Linked DNA regions of Oryctolagus cuniculus: region 2 is linked to region 1. A link is a contact called in public Hi-C data. All regions are on one chromosome and are shown on one strand. The core of a region is the stretch at or near the end of the contact, and the rest is flanking DNA. Distances in the headings are between cores, read along the strand shown. Region 1 has its middle 42 kb from the start of EGFLAM. Region 2 has its middle 39 kb from the start of OSMR.

Region 1 (7,316 bases), core at 2,758-5,257:
AAAACGAGAAATTTGTTTGGAAATGCTTGTGAGCATGAATCAGAGATTTACTCTCAGTGCTTCTTAAAATAAAAAATCTTGAGCTTTTGATAATTGCTCCTTATTTTCTTTTCACCACGTGGATTTAGCCAACAAAATGTTGTGTCTTTTCCCAATGCTGCTAAAACAACTTCGAGTAATGGCAAGGAAGTTTTATGTCAAGATGGTATCCACATTTGGAGTCACATCTTAGTGAAAGAGAGAGGTCATATCCGCTCAAACACGTGCTGGAAACTAAGACAAGGCAATATAAACTGTCGAAAGGAATACTTGACTGGGAGCTAAGAGACTAGGATTCTAAGTTTGGCACTTCTACTGCCTCCGTTGCATGACATCTCTCCTAGACTCCATGTGTTCAGGCAACTGGCCAGGCTTCTCCAACACAGTTATGAAATCCTAGAAACAAGGGAGAAAGGATGCTGAGGAACATACAAGGAAGTAAGGACATGCAATGTGCATTTCTTTTTCACATTTTTCACGAGTAGGCTGACATAAAGAAATCCTGCCTCCACCAGGGGATGACAAGGTCTAACAATCCTACCCATCCAGGGCCTCAGACATGATGGGACTCCCTTGCTATTGGATGCATTATGAGTTCAATCAATGTGGGCAAAAACTGATTAATTTGAAAGTCCATATTTTCAAATGGATATGCTGGATATTACAAAGCTTTTAGGCTTAGGAAACTGGGTAGCTTTTAGATTTCTAAATCAAACCAGAACACATCGGGGTAATGCAGGTAGGTCAGAAAAATGGATGTCTATAATAAAAATCTTGCCTCATTCCAGAGGTATACTGGATATCAAGACTGTACCTTCAATTCAGTTACTCATTACAAGGGGACTGGATATACCAAGCACAGGGGACATGCCAAATTCTTGGATGCAAGAAGTGCACATGTTCAGAATGTCTGAGTACCAGAAATGTCTTCTACCCTTAGACACAGACATGGAGAGAGATGACTGGGACCCATGGGGCAGACGCCCATTCAGTTCCTAGAATTATCAATAGTTTGTGTAGATAAATTATTTTCAGCTATGATTGTATTGATGGATGATTATTGTCATTACCATAACTCAATGTAATTAATAGGATATTCATGGTGTATATTTATGCTATCACAGGTTTAATCTTGTCAAAAAGAAATACTATTGCCTTCTTTGATTTATTTTTTGAAAGGTTGTGTGCTTTTATTTTGAGGTTTAATATGCTTTTTTTTTTTTTTTTTTTTTTATTTTTTATTTTTTGACAGGCAGAGTGGACAGTGAGAGAGAGAGACAGAGAGAAAGGTCTTCCTTTGCCGTTGGTTCACCCTCCAATGGCCGCCGCGGCCGGCGCGCTGCGGCCGGCGCACCGCGCTGATCCGATGGCAGGAGCCAGGAGCCAGGTGCTTTTCCTGGTCTCCCATGGGGTGCAGGGCCCAAGCACCTGGGCCATCCTCCACTGCCTCCCGGGCCACAGCAGAGGGCTGGCCTGGAAGAGGGGCAACCGGGACAGAATCCGGCGCCCCGACCGGGACTAGAACCCGGTGTGCCGGCGCCGCTAGGCGGAGGATTAGCCTAGTGAGCCGCGGCGCCGGCCCGAGGTTTAATATGCTTTTGATACATTAAATGTTGCATGCTCTCAATTTCTTTTTCTTTTTCTTTTTTTTAAGACAGACTTACAGAGAGAGGTAGAGACAGAGAGAGAGGTCTCCTTCCATCCGTTGGTTCACTCCCCAGATGGCTGCAATGGCCAGAGCTGCGTTGATCCGAAGCCAGGAGCCAGGAGCCTCCTCTGGGTCTCCCACGTGGGTGCAGGGGCCCAAGGACTTGGTCCATCATCCACTGCTTTCCCAGGCCATAGCAGAGAACTGTATCGAAAGAGGAGCAGCTAGGACTTGAGCCAGCGCCCATATGGGATGCCATTGCTTCAGGCCACAGCACCAGCCCCTGCCTTCTTGGATTATTATGGACTGAATGTTTGTGCATCCCTTTGCCTACCTGCCTTTTTCCCAGAATTCCTATCTAGAATCCTTTTGCTGGCATTGGGAAGTGGTGCCTTTGAGAGGTACTTACATCACCAGGCTGGTCTCCAGAATCGGATTAGTGCCCATATAAAGAAAGACCAGAAGGGGGTCCAACGCCGGTGCTGTGGTGCATTCAGTTAATCCTCCACCTGCGGCACCAACATCCCGTGTGGGCACCAGTTCTTGTCCTGGCTGCCCCTTTTCTGATCCAGCTCTCTGCTGTGGAATGGGAAAGCAGGGGAAGATGGCCCAGGTGCTTGGGTCCCTGCACCCACATGGGAGACTGAAAGGAGGCACCTGGCTCCTGGCTTCGGATCGGTGCAGCTCCGGCCATTGCAGCTGTCTAGGGAGTGAACCAATGGAAGGAAGACCTTTCTCTCTCTCTCTCCCTCTCACTGTCTGTAACTTTACCTCTCAAATAAATAAATAAAATCTTAAAAAAAAAAAAAAGAAAGAAGCTTCTTGCCTCTCTCTGTTGGCCAGCCTGTGAGGACACAACAGGATGATAGTCATCTATCAGTCACGAGGGGGCCTTCACCAAGAACCCAGTCATGCCAGTGGCCTGATTGTGGAATCCCAGACGCCAGGATGGTAAGAAGTGAAGTTCTGTTGTCTAAGCCACTCAGCCTATAGCAATTGGTTAACACCACCTGAGCTGAGACCGTGATTATAAAAGCAACATGGTCAGAGTCAAAGAAAAGAAAAGCACAGTGGAATAAATAGCATCATCTAGCACACAACACACTATCCATCTAAACTCCTGTAGTATGTTGACCAGATGTCCTATTTCTTGGGGCACTATGAAATATACTGTCCTGACTCCAGTGACTTTTCTCAGGAAGATTACCCTCCTTACCTGGCTCTGCCCAAGAGCGGGTGATATCTTGACATTTCTTAAACAAGAATTCTTATTTTTTTTTCTTATGTTTGAAAGGTGGAAAGACAAGGAGAGAGAGAGAGAGAAAGAGATTGAGATAAAAAGAGAGAGATAGAGAGATCTTCCATCCGCTGGTTCACTCCCCAAATGCTTACAGCAGCCAGGTCTGAGCCAGGCGGAAGCGAGGAGCCCAGAATTCCATCCAAGTCTCTAATGTGAGTGGCAGGGGCCCAAGTACTTGAGCCATCACCTGCTGCCTCTCAGGGTACACAGTGGCAGGAAGCTGGACTCAGAAGCAGAGCCAGGACTGAAACCAGGCACTCCGATAGGGAAGGCAGGCATCCCAGCAGTGTCCTAGCCACTCAGTCAAATGCCTTCCCTGCTTGACACTTTCCATAGCCAGTTTAGGTCAAAATCCTTTGTCTCTGCCACATGGCATGAATTCGAAGTCCTGCTGCATCTCCTTTCACTGGCTCGGCTTCTCGTGAGCTCCCGCTCCCCGCACTGCCTTGGCCACAGATTTCGTTTTGGAGGTTTGGCTCAGGCCTTTGTCAGTCTCCATGACATGGGAGGTGAGATGTTCATTTAGGCTTAGAGACCACGAAAGACTCCACTTTGCACAAATTCCAGGGTTGCAGGCATGCTGAATTCTATAGGAATGGCCCGGCAGCCCTTACTAGGGGTGGATAGCGCCTTGGGAGCTGTACACCATGGTAGCATGGTGGCCACCGTTCTTGAAGGAGAATGGTGGGTCTGGTGCAGAGCTCAGTACAGGCTTGTTGTCACTGTGGGTGGCAGGACTGGCACCTCACGTGGTCACGGGGCTCACCACTGCTCAGACACAAGGCCCTCCAATGTGGCTGTCACTGGGTTTTGGCTTTGCTGGCCACACAAAAGGCCACCCACACCTTAGAATGACTCTTGGCCCATCCTAAAACAGACACCAGTTGCCCATTTTGGAACAATGCAAAATGATATCCTGCTTTCAAATAATTCTATCCAATGCCTGTTTGCAGCGAAATTTTGCTTCTGTGAGACAGAGGACTCTGTTCCACACCAGAAGTTCTGCACTCTAAATTGAAAAACACATTCTGTGAATATTCTAACTAAAAATGGAACAGAGAGAAGTATGGCTGGTGGAGACACACATCAGGCTTGCTACTAAAATTGCTTCCAACGCTTTTCCTTAATTCGTGCAACACTGAAGTTCTTTGTTATTGAAAACATGATGATATGTCCAACCCCTTTCTGTTACTTCTTAAGCTTAAAACTCACATCCACCCTGGAATGATTTATTTATTTAAAATTCTGTTAAGGGAAGAGCATTCATCCCTGTGCCTCCTCTTCCCTCCCTTCATTCAGTCCTCACTCCTCTCCTTGAATCCTGGCTGTCTGGGGTTCTGTGACTCCAAAGAAGATCTGCGTATGACCCTCCCCCCAAATGCCTTTCCCAAAGGTGCATCTGTTAGGCCCAATTCATTTACCTTCCAGGGCATAAAACTGGATGTATTGAGTGTGTGTGTGTGTGTGTGTGTGTGTGTGAGAGAGAGAGAGAGAGAGAGAGAGAGACTTCATAGACTACCCTACCTGAAACCACACATGCACATGGATGTGCAAGCACAAACATTTTAATTAGAGCCTTTAGAACTTTAACTTAAAGGAATGCGAAGGGATAGAATTTTAAAGTGGCCCCAACAGTAGATATTTGGACATAGTTTTGTCTGAAATTGTAAGTGAAATAACAGAGCAAACTGGATTGTTAGCACCCTCACTCAGAAAGACGCTGTGGAGTCGGCGTTTGTCACAGTGGAGGAGGTGACCCTTAGGATACCCGAATCCCATGCTGGGCTGCCCGGGTTCAAGTCCCAGTTGAGCTCCCGGCTCATGTGCACTCTAGAAGGCAGCAGATGGTGGCCCGAGCGCTTGGGCCCCTGACGCTCCCCATGGAAGACCAGGCTTGACTTCGGGGCTCCTCCTGGCTTGCCCTAGCCCAGCCCTGGCTGTTGTAGGCGTTTGGGGAGTGAAATAGCACATGGGAGATGACTCTCTGCTTTTCTTAGAAGTAAATAGATTTTTAGCCTAAAAACTATATATTTATCTAAAAGGACCTGGCACCTCTCCTGACCCCTCCCGGTCTCCTAACTAGACAGCCTACATATGGCCACCACAGTCACCCATCACGTCTTCTCTGTATGGTGTAACTTCTTCTTAGGAATAAAAACAATGAAGTTCTTCTCCCTGTGGAAGAAGAGGTCCTTGTGTTTAAAAAAATCTAGGATTTTACTAGGACAGGATCTTGGTGGATGCCTTATTAGGATATGCTAGTTGACATTTCAGTAATAAACAGTCCAAATTTTTAAAAGTGAATGTTAAATGGTTATGCTTCATGGGGTTTCAGCCAGGCATTCCTTCTGCCTTGCCCACACTCTGAGACTCAGCAGACAGAATATTCTCTTTCTGGGACATTCTGGTTGCCACAGTAGAGGGAGCAGTGAGCAAAGAGAATGTGGGGATATGGGCGTAGCCTATTCAAGTCTGGTCAGAGGTATCATCTGTCACTGCCTCCAACATGGTATTCACAGAGACCCCACTGCCACTGTTGCCTACAAGTGGGTGTGCACACGTAGCATGTGCCTGCAAGGGCTGAATGATCATATTTGGGAATAGTGCGAATGATTAGCTCCGAATATCTAACAGTATCATTTAACAGTAAAACGCGGAGACCAGAGCCTGGCATTGCCAAGAACTACGACTGCTATTAGTGCTATTGCACGTGGGAAGGCAGATCTAGAGACGAGTAATGACTACCAAAGATCACCCAGCTAACAAGGAAGAGAACAGAGCTGAGAACGTATGTTTATTGAATCTGATACTGGAATTCTTGAGGTAGGCATTAGTCAACTGTGGTTAAATTCCATATCACACTGCCTGCGCTGAGCCCAAGTTCTGCTTCTGCATCCAGCTCCCCACTAATGCATACCCTGAGAGGCAGCAGGGGGTGGCCCAGGTGCTTGGGTTCCTGCGCCCCCTGAGAGGTGGAGTTCTGGGCTCCTGACCCGTGCGTGTGTTCCCAGAGTGAACTGGGACACAGGAGATCTCCGTTTTGTCTGTTTCCATCTCTCTGCCTTTCAAATCTAATGAAAATAAATAAATAATTTAAAAATGACCGGGGTCCCTTTCTCCCCATCCACCTTCACGTGTAAGAAAGGACTTGGACCACAGCCTTCAGCCAGAAGACCACAGGGTTCTCCTTTGTTTCCAGCGAGCGCAGGAGGCAGCAAGCGCGCTCCGTGAAGGACCGGGAAGTATTTCAGGCTTTGCGGACCATGTGCTTTCTCTCTCAGGCACTCGACCCTGCTGCTGGAGCGAAACTCAGCTGCAGACATTACATAGGCACGTGGGCATGCCTGGATTCCACTGAAGCTTCCTATATAAAAACAGGCATCAAGAATTTGGCCAGGGAGCATTTGTGGGCCCATCCAGTGGCCAGAGTATTCTTTCCTGGGGAGACATTGGCCAATGGGAAGCTTGAGGAGGCCCGGAACAAAGAACCTTCCCTTGGTTGACCCTTGCCTTTGCTGTTGGCACCTGAAACCTAGGAGAGCACTGGCCCGAGAGTAACTAAAGGCAACTTGGCCCCGCTTAGAGCTTTCCAGGATTTAACCTAATTCCCCAGACACTTGGCATCAGACAGAAAAGACAGAGGGTGAACAACAGGAGAATGAAAGCAGAGATCACCATGAATATTCTGTTATTTCTAAAGCAAAGTTCCAAAGCACTGGAAGGACTACTGGAGTAGCATTGTTGGGGAGGTAGTGAGGAAAAGGTGGGTGCAGAATCAATTCTTTTCACCAGTCTGCACTATGACTTTTGTGAGAGGTGTGTGTTTATCCCAGAACCCAGAATATAAGCAGCTCTTCATCACCAGGGCTAAAGGATATGACACAAATATTCCAAGTGGCTGAAAATCCAAAAGTGATCTTGCACCAGTATTGTAGTAAAGTGAGACAAGCTACCGCCTGCAATGCTGGCGTCCTCTGTGAGCAACTGTTCAACCCCTGGCTACTCCACTTCCAATCCTGCTGTCTGCTCATGCACCTGGGAAAGCAACTGATGATGGGCCAACTGCTTGGGTCCCTGCACCCACATGGGAGACCCAGATGGAGTTCCAGGCTCCTGGCTTCAGCCTGGCCCAGCCTTGGCCATTGTGGCCATTTGGGAGTGAGCTAGCAAATGGAAGATCTGTCTCTATCTGTCTCTCTCTCTCTCTCTGTCTCTAACTCTGCCTTTCAAATAAATAAATAAATCTTTAAAAAAGAAAAGTGAAGTTCATGGATGCATTGCAAGATAAGATGTTGTGTTCTGATATTTCATCAGCATACACAGGTGGTT
Region 2 (7,316 bases), core at 1,828-4,327, 560 kb before region 1:
CCCATATCAGAGTGCCAGTTCAAGTCCTGCCTACTCCATTTCCCATCCAGCTCCCCGAGTGTGTCTGAGAAGGCAGCAAGTGATGGCCCAGTCTCTTGGCCCCTGCCACCCATGCTGGAGACTCAGGTGGAGTTCCTGACTCCTGGCTTCAGCCAGACCCAGCCTTCGCATTGGAGGCATTTGAGGAGTGAATCAACAGGTAGAAGACATTCTTCTCTGTTTCAAATAAATAAATGAATAATTTTTAAAAAGCCCTACATTATTAATGTAATTATTCAGGTCTTTCTATAATGAATTTGTAATTTTTCAAACTAAGAGCTCTAGATTCAATTCAAATGAGAATGTGTGATCATACAAGTATTACATGCAAGATAAGCAGAAAAATAGCAATTGTATAGACTATTCTGCTCTTAGCTCAAATTAATACTCCTAATTTTTTTGCAGGTTCAGTTTGAATAAAAATGCCACGTGGAGTCTGAAGATGCCAGAAATATGAAATCTGTGCAGCCAATTGTGCTAGTACCAGTGCTTGAGCCCAACCTCATTTATCTCCGTGAAGTTCAAAGGAGCAACGCACTTGGATGTCAAGTCTTAAAGTCTCTTATGTCGATATGTATCCTGTCTTCTAAGGGTAAAATGTTTTACTGGCACTACTCATGTTTCTGGTAAATTCTTAAGGTGATTGAAAAAGGCATCTGTTGGCCACTTTCTGCAAAATGGGCTGTTCATAATGGTGTATTGTAACTTGATACTTGTGAGGCATTGGTTGAAGACTGTCATGGACCAGACTCAATGGCAATACACAGAGACTGACCCTGGAGATAGGCTCCAAAAGTCAAGGCTTGTTTGCCTCTGACTGTAGTGTCAATTCAGTCGGCTAATAATATCAGACTCTTGACTACATTAATATGATACAGGAAGGGTGCCGCTTTTCAAATTCTCTATTGTGTAACAGTTTCTAGTTGCTTGGTAGGATGTAGAGTGGCCAGGCAGGATTCTTGCACTCAATAAAGAATTTAAATCTAACAGATGAAAAGTGAGTAAAGCCTACTGCCATCAGACCCTGGGAAGGTTCGCTGAATCAACCAGGGATGGCTGGAGTTTTGGAAAGGATTGAAATGGCTGGTGCAGAGAAACCCTCCTGAGCCCTGAAGGTCAATGATCAAGGGCATCAATGGAGCAGCCGTTTGAGTTAGAGAAGTCATCTTCAAGCCTTTTTTGTATGCTTCTTCCTGAAAGCAATTATTTTATTAAAGATTTATTTTATTTATTTGAACGAGTTACAGAGAGAGGTAGAGCCAGAGAGAGAGAGAGAGAGAGAGAGGTCTTCCATTCCACTGGTTCACTCCCCAAATGACTGCAACGGCCAGAGCTGAGCTGATCAGAAGCTAGGAACCAGGAGCTTCCTCCAGGTCTCTCATGTGGGTACAGGGGCCCAAGGACTTGGGCCATCTTCTACTGCTTTCCCAGGGCATAGCAGAGTGCTGGATCGGAAGTGGAGCAGCCGGGACTTGAACTGGCGCCCATACGGGATGCTGGCACTGCAGGCTGGAGCTTTAATCTGCTGCGCCACAGTGCTGGCCCCAATTATTTCATTTCATTTTGTTATTTTTATTCCAAAGCCGTATGCCTCCCCCTGTCTTGGCTGCCGGTGTTGGGATATCTCAAAGAAATTACCATTGGAAGCTGCTACACAGGCACGATTTGTTGTACTAACACTAAATGCCTCCCTGTGGTAGGCCTTCCATGGTTGATCTCATTTAGTCTCTAGGAAACCCTGTGAAATAGGTACTGGATTCTAGAATTATGCTCACTGCAGAAAGGACTGAGATACCTGGGGCTTAGAGAGCAGGGAAGCAAGTGTTCAACCCAGGCGTGGCTCCAGATCCCACGTCTACAGCTTTTGCTTTCTCCAAGCCCCTTCACTGGCAAAGTCTGCCTCTCCCCGATGTGGTCATGACAGCTTTCACCGGGAAGCATCCCCGAGTCTGTTTTCCACGGAGATGTGTGCATGTCCGATGGGAAGGGTGCTTGGGCTCTCTAGACAGGGCCTCTCTTATGTTCAGGGCGGGCTGCAGTTTCTGGCCATGCATCCAATGTCTCCTCATGGAGCTGGGTATATGGGAATGGGGAGAGCCGAATCTCATTTTCCTGATCCCCAAAGGGCAGAGAGACATCCTAAAGTGATCAGGGTGTCCGTTGTCTCAACTATACGTACTTTTGTGTGTAGAATCGTGTTCTTGGAGCATTTGTGACTATTTACTGTCATCTTCCTGAGGTACCTCTAACCTGGGAAGGGGAAAGAAAGACAAGACAGGAAACAGTATCTCCTTGTTGGTCTCAACATTTTAAACTTAAGGTTGGCCGGCGCCGCGGCTCACTAGGCTAATCCTCCGCCTAGCGGCGCCGGCACACCGGGTTCTAGTCCCGGTCGGGGCGCCGGATTCTGTCCCGGTTGCCCCTCTTCCAGGCCAGCCCTCTGCTGTGGCCAGGGAGTGCAGTGGAGGATGGCCCAGGTGCTTGGGCCCTGCACCCCATGGGAGACCAGGAAAAGCACCTGGCTCCTGGCTCCTGCCATCGGATCAGCGCGGTGCGCCGGCCGCAGCGCGCCGGCCGCGGCAGCCATTGGAGGGTGAACCAACGGCAAAAGGAAGACCTTTCTCTCTGTCTCTCTCTCTCTCACTGTCCACTCTGCCTGTCAAAAACAAAAACAAAAACAAAAACAAAAAAAAAAAAAAAAAAAAAAACTTAAGGTAGTGTCCAGTTCTTCTTGAAGCCAAAACTGCATCATCACAGATGTTACTAGAAAAAAAAATTAGAGAACTAAATGCTTGTCCCCGTAAGTTTTGATTACTACAGCCTTTGGGCCAAATTATCTCATTAGATTTGAATAAATGTTTTCCATCATGAGCAAGGACGGTTTTATACAAACTCCTTTTCCCAGAACTCTGTGAATGAAATGGAAACTCCCTTTTCTGGTTGTGGAAAACAAAAGCAAGGCAAACCCAAGCCCTCCCAGCTTCTTACGTGTGTGTACCCTCTGGTTTTGCTAGGTGGCGCTGTAGGCTAAAGCATGGGTCCGCCTCGGCTCCGGTGGCTGCCTCTGTGTGAGGTCAGGCGTTAAGAGGAGGAAGACTTCCCTCTCTCAGATCCCTTCAAGAGTGATCAGCGGAGGGGCTGAAGGAGGTGGGATCTGTTTGCCAAGAACCTGGCCTTTGTCTCCGTAGGCGCTGTTCTGCCTCCCTGTGAGCCCCCTTCATGATAGTTCATGGCTGGCTGTGGCTGTGTGTTTTAGCTATTCTTTCTTTACTTTTTAAAATTTGCATTTATTTATTTGATAGAGAGACAGAGAGAGCGAGCATTCCCTTCCACTCTTTCACTCCCTCCCCAAATGCCTGCAACAGGACTGGGAGCCCAGGCCAAAGCTGGGAGCCCTGGACTCTATCCAGGTCTCCCATGTGAGTAGCAGGCACCCAACTATTAGAGCCACCACCGTGGGTCACAGGGTGAAAGCTGGAATTGGGAGCTGGAGTCAGGACTCAAACCCAGGTACTGGGACACATGATGTGGGCATCTTAACCACCAGGCCCAGTGGCTGCCCCATGGCTTGGTATTCTTGAGAGAAATTCTGGTGGATTTTGAACTTGTTCCTAAGTGTTGTATTTCTGCCTGTGTGAGTCTCCTAATGTTGCTCAAGAATTTTTAGAGGAAGGTCCAAGCCCACATTGAATGAAAGAAAGGAACAATAATTCAAAGGTTTGCACCAACCCCCTCCCAGTCCCCAGAACAAGGCCAGCGTGTAGGGAAATCCCACCCCTTGTCTTTCCCTGAGTTTCCAGATGCTTCGCAGCCTTGACAGGGACTGGGACAGCTTTTCTCCATCCCCACAGCTCTCAGAGCCAGCTTGCTGTGCAGGAATGGGAGGCTTGGTTGTAGGGAGGGGGGTGGCACAGAGCCCAGAAGCCCTGTGTGGTCTGGAGGACCCCAAGGGACTTCTTGACTTAGAGGATCCCTTTCCCTTCCTGCCAGAGGCCTGGAGCTCCCCAAACACTGCCTTCTTTGCCTCAAGGCATTAGACTCTCCTTAAAATACAAAGGTGATGCAAAGACTTTCACTGAAAAGTTGGAGGGCAGATCCACTGCAAAATGGCACTGCTCAGAGAGAATCCTCCCAGGGAGGAGCCAGTCAAGGGTGGGCGGGGCTAGGGTGGACAGCTTGGAGCAAGAGGAGACAACAGAATGGAGCTGACCTCTCTTACCTGGCCTCTTGCTGAGACCACAGCTTCTTTACACCTGCACTGTTTGGCTCCAAACCTGTGACTGCCAATGGATCCCCTGCATGCCCAGGAGAAACTGGGATTCATGCAGCATCCCAGTATCTCTGTGAGCATGCACATATCTGCCCAGGGGCCCCAGTTTGGCTTAGGACTCATTGCTATCCCATCCATCCTTCCCTGAAATCCATTTCACGCCTAGGGGCCACGCTGCCAGTGGCCATGGGTCCTTGTGAGGACAAGGGACTGAAGAGGAGCCTCAGGCAGGTGCAAGTCCATCTGCATGTATTGCAGGTGCAAAGCTGCATGATTCACAAGCTTGCACAGCTCGTGAGCCAGGAACAGAAACTGCCAGTAACCCTGCAAGTCAGATCATATGACAGGGTCTTCGAAGAGTTCATGGAAAACGTTTATTAAGAAAAAACTATTTACAAATTTCTAATTTTCCTGTACCAAAATAAGCTTGTTTTTAAATTCTACTTTTCTGTGGACATTCTGAAGTACCCCTTATATCCCAGAAAGTTGATAGAAGGGACAGAATATAAGAATGATGTACAAGGAAGGACAATAAGGTTTGAAATAATTTGCTAAACACACATGCACACACACACTCACAAGAAGGTAGGGGAAACACAGAAAACAAAAATTAGAGGAGAAAGAAGTTGAGAAGAAAAATGTAGGTCTATTTATTTTGTGTGTGACAACATTTTGAGTTTACTTCTTCTGCAAGCGCCCTAGTTATTTACTTGGGCAGTGGTGGGCATTGCTAGGATGCCACATCCATCCCAATGCATTTATCTCCTTCAACCACGTGGGATCTATCAGTTCTCTCTCCATTTATCTCTGTCATGCTGGCAGTAAACACCAGTCAACTTAAGTGCCATGAGTCATATTTTCAATTTTTAATTAAATCATGGCCCAGCTAGAGTTTGATTTATTTGAGCCTGAATTAATTTAGATTAATTTAGACCCTGGTCCACATAAATTGATACAGTTTATTTTATACGATGCATGATTATATACAATGTAAAACCACCTTCGTATCAAGCAAAGAGTAGTAGAAGATAATTTCTAAGGGTGGTGTTAATTTTGTTCTTAAAACTAGCGTAACGGAAATCTGTTGTACTCTTAAATAAGGCATTTATGACATCACTTAAAGATATTGCATTCTATATGCTTTCACTCTGAGTTCCAGTGATATGGCCAAGTTTCATTAAGAACGAGTAGTGCTGATGTGTTTTATTCTTTCTTTCCCAGAATGGTTACTGAGGGTCATAAATCCATACAGTAAGTATTCAGCAAAAACTCATCTGTCCCACTCAAATATAGTAAATACTATTTTAAACAGCAGAAATGTGAGTCATGCTGATACTGCGTTCCTAGAATTCTAATAAAAAATCATCATGTTTAATTAGTATTCCAAAGAAAGGGTCACAGCTTACAGGAAATGAATTGGAGGTGACGGGAAGACAGGGTGGGTACACAGAACACTCTGGCTAGGGATAGTTGGCGAGAGCCTTGTTCCTGCCCCTGGGAACTGACAGCAGCCACGTGGAAGGGAGTGATCAGGCTGTACCCAGAAGCTCAGATTTGACCAGCTTGGAAGTGTGAGGGCGGGGAAAGAGAGAGGAGAGGCTGCTAGAGGGTTGCAGAGTAAAGACCAGGATGGATCAGGGAAAGTGGCCAGGGGACCAGGATGGATCAGGGAAAGTGGCCAAGGACAGCTGCCCTTGCCTGGGGGTCTGGTCTGAGCCCCACAGACAAGCTGCTTTCTTGAGTTTGGGGTTTGACGACACTTCTGAAGGTCACATATGATCAAATGCACACAACTGGCAACTCATGACTTGAATTGCAGCCTAGAGCGGCTCATCAGGGAGTCCTCTTCTGCAAAAGACAAAGTGAAATTTGCTTTGTGAGAAGAGAGGATGGTTCCCGTGCCTGTGTGTGGGAGCAGAGAGCGTAGGTGTCGTCCTCGGTGACCCGGGGGGACTGGGAGTCACTGCTAAGATCAGACCTGCCGGAGTGCTCGGGCTGCCTTCTCCCCCTCCAGTTCATCACCTTGGATCGCGGCCCCTACATTTCCAAACAAAGCAGCAGGGCACGAGGTCTCAAATCAGGATTATTTTTCCTAGTGAGTGGTCTGATGAATATGAAGCATTTGTGAAGCTCAAAAAATCAAATCAAATCCACTTTTCATTACATGCTCAATGCACTTATTTGTCAGGAATAAATTGGTATTCTTCCCAGAAATCTGGAAACAGTGGGTATCATACTTCCAGCAATTCCTGAAAATCCTCATGTATAATTAATTTTCCTGGAGGGAGGGGCTGTGAGGGCCTTGGCTTGTTTGCAAGATGAGAAGCATAGCTTTGTCTCAAGAGGCTACACTAAACTTCTTAGAGATCTCACTGTGCTGTGCCTCGTTGAACTTTTGAGGGGGCCTTGGGGTGGGGAGGGGATACATATTGTGTCATCCAACAAGATGACAGGTGCTGGAAATCCCTAGAGGTTGAGGCGATTTGGGCTGACCCCAAGGTAGCAGGAAGCACTGGCGGAGCCCTCTGCTCTGCTCTGTGTCTGCTCCCATCGTGCCTGTGCTGAGAACGAAGCCAAGGTGGGCTCCAGTGAGAATCTTAGTTTCTCCTGCTAATCCAACACCAGACAGTGCCATGTGCACTGAGTGATGTGTGACGATGACAGTACTGTTTACAATGTGTCATAGCACTCAAGACCTGGGTTCAAAACCCAGCTCCACAGCTAATGAGCTGCTGCAGCCTGGCCAACTCTCGCTGTTTTTCTGAGACCCCAGCTTCCCAGGAGGATTGCACCTGCCAAACAGCACAAATCTGCCTGCCTCTCAGCTGTCTTCCAAGGCTTCTTAGCTCATTTTCCTGTATTTTGGATATATCCTAGCAAGGAAGTAGAGGACAAGTAATTGGCATTTTCCAATATATTCCCATGTATTTATAGAAATGCATATATGACATGGAAGTTATGTCATCAGCATTCTTTCTGATAAAAACTGTCGAAGGATATAGTCTTG

What was found. Hi-C and Micro-C count contacts between places; a contact is called where the count stands out from the background.
Region 2: a contact with region 1 is called in a Hi-C map of an unstated tissue, with 6 times the contacts expected there. The contact joins two enhancer-like sites. A contact is called at or near these places in 3 of 6 Hi-C or Micro-C datasets (ear pinna, skin fibroblasts and an unstated tissue).

What each region holds. Positions count from the first base shown.
Region 1 is chr14:63,646,127-63,653,442 of mOryCun1.1, reverse strand. No RefSeq gene overlaps it. Among named protein-coding and RNA genes, the nearest start is that of EGFLAM, 42 kb to the left of the region's middle. Within about 2 kb of position 4,007, at least 2 of the 8 cell types and tissues checked have an H3K27ac peak or open chromatin away from gene starts, as enhancers often do.
Region 2 is chr14:64,207,387-64,214,702 of mOryCun1.1, reverse strand. No RefSeq gene overlaps it. Among named protein-coding and RNA genes, the nearest start is that of OSMR, 39 kb to the left of the region's middle. Within about 2 kb of position 3,077, at least 4 of the 8 cell types and tissues checked have an H3K27ac peak or open chromatin away from gene starts, as enhancers often do.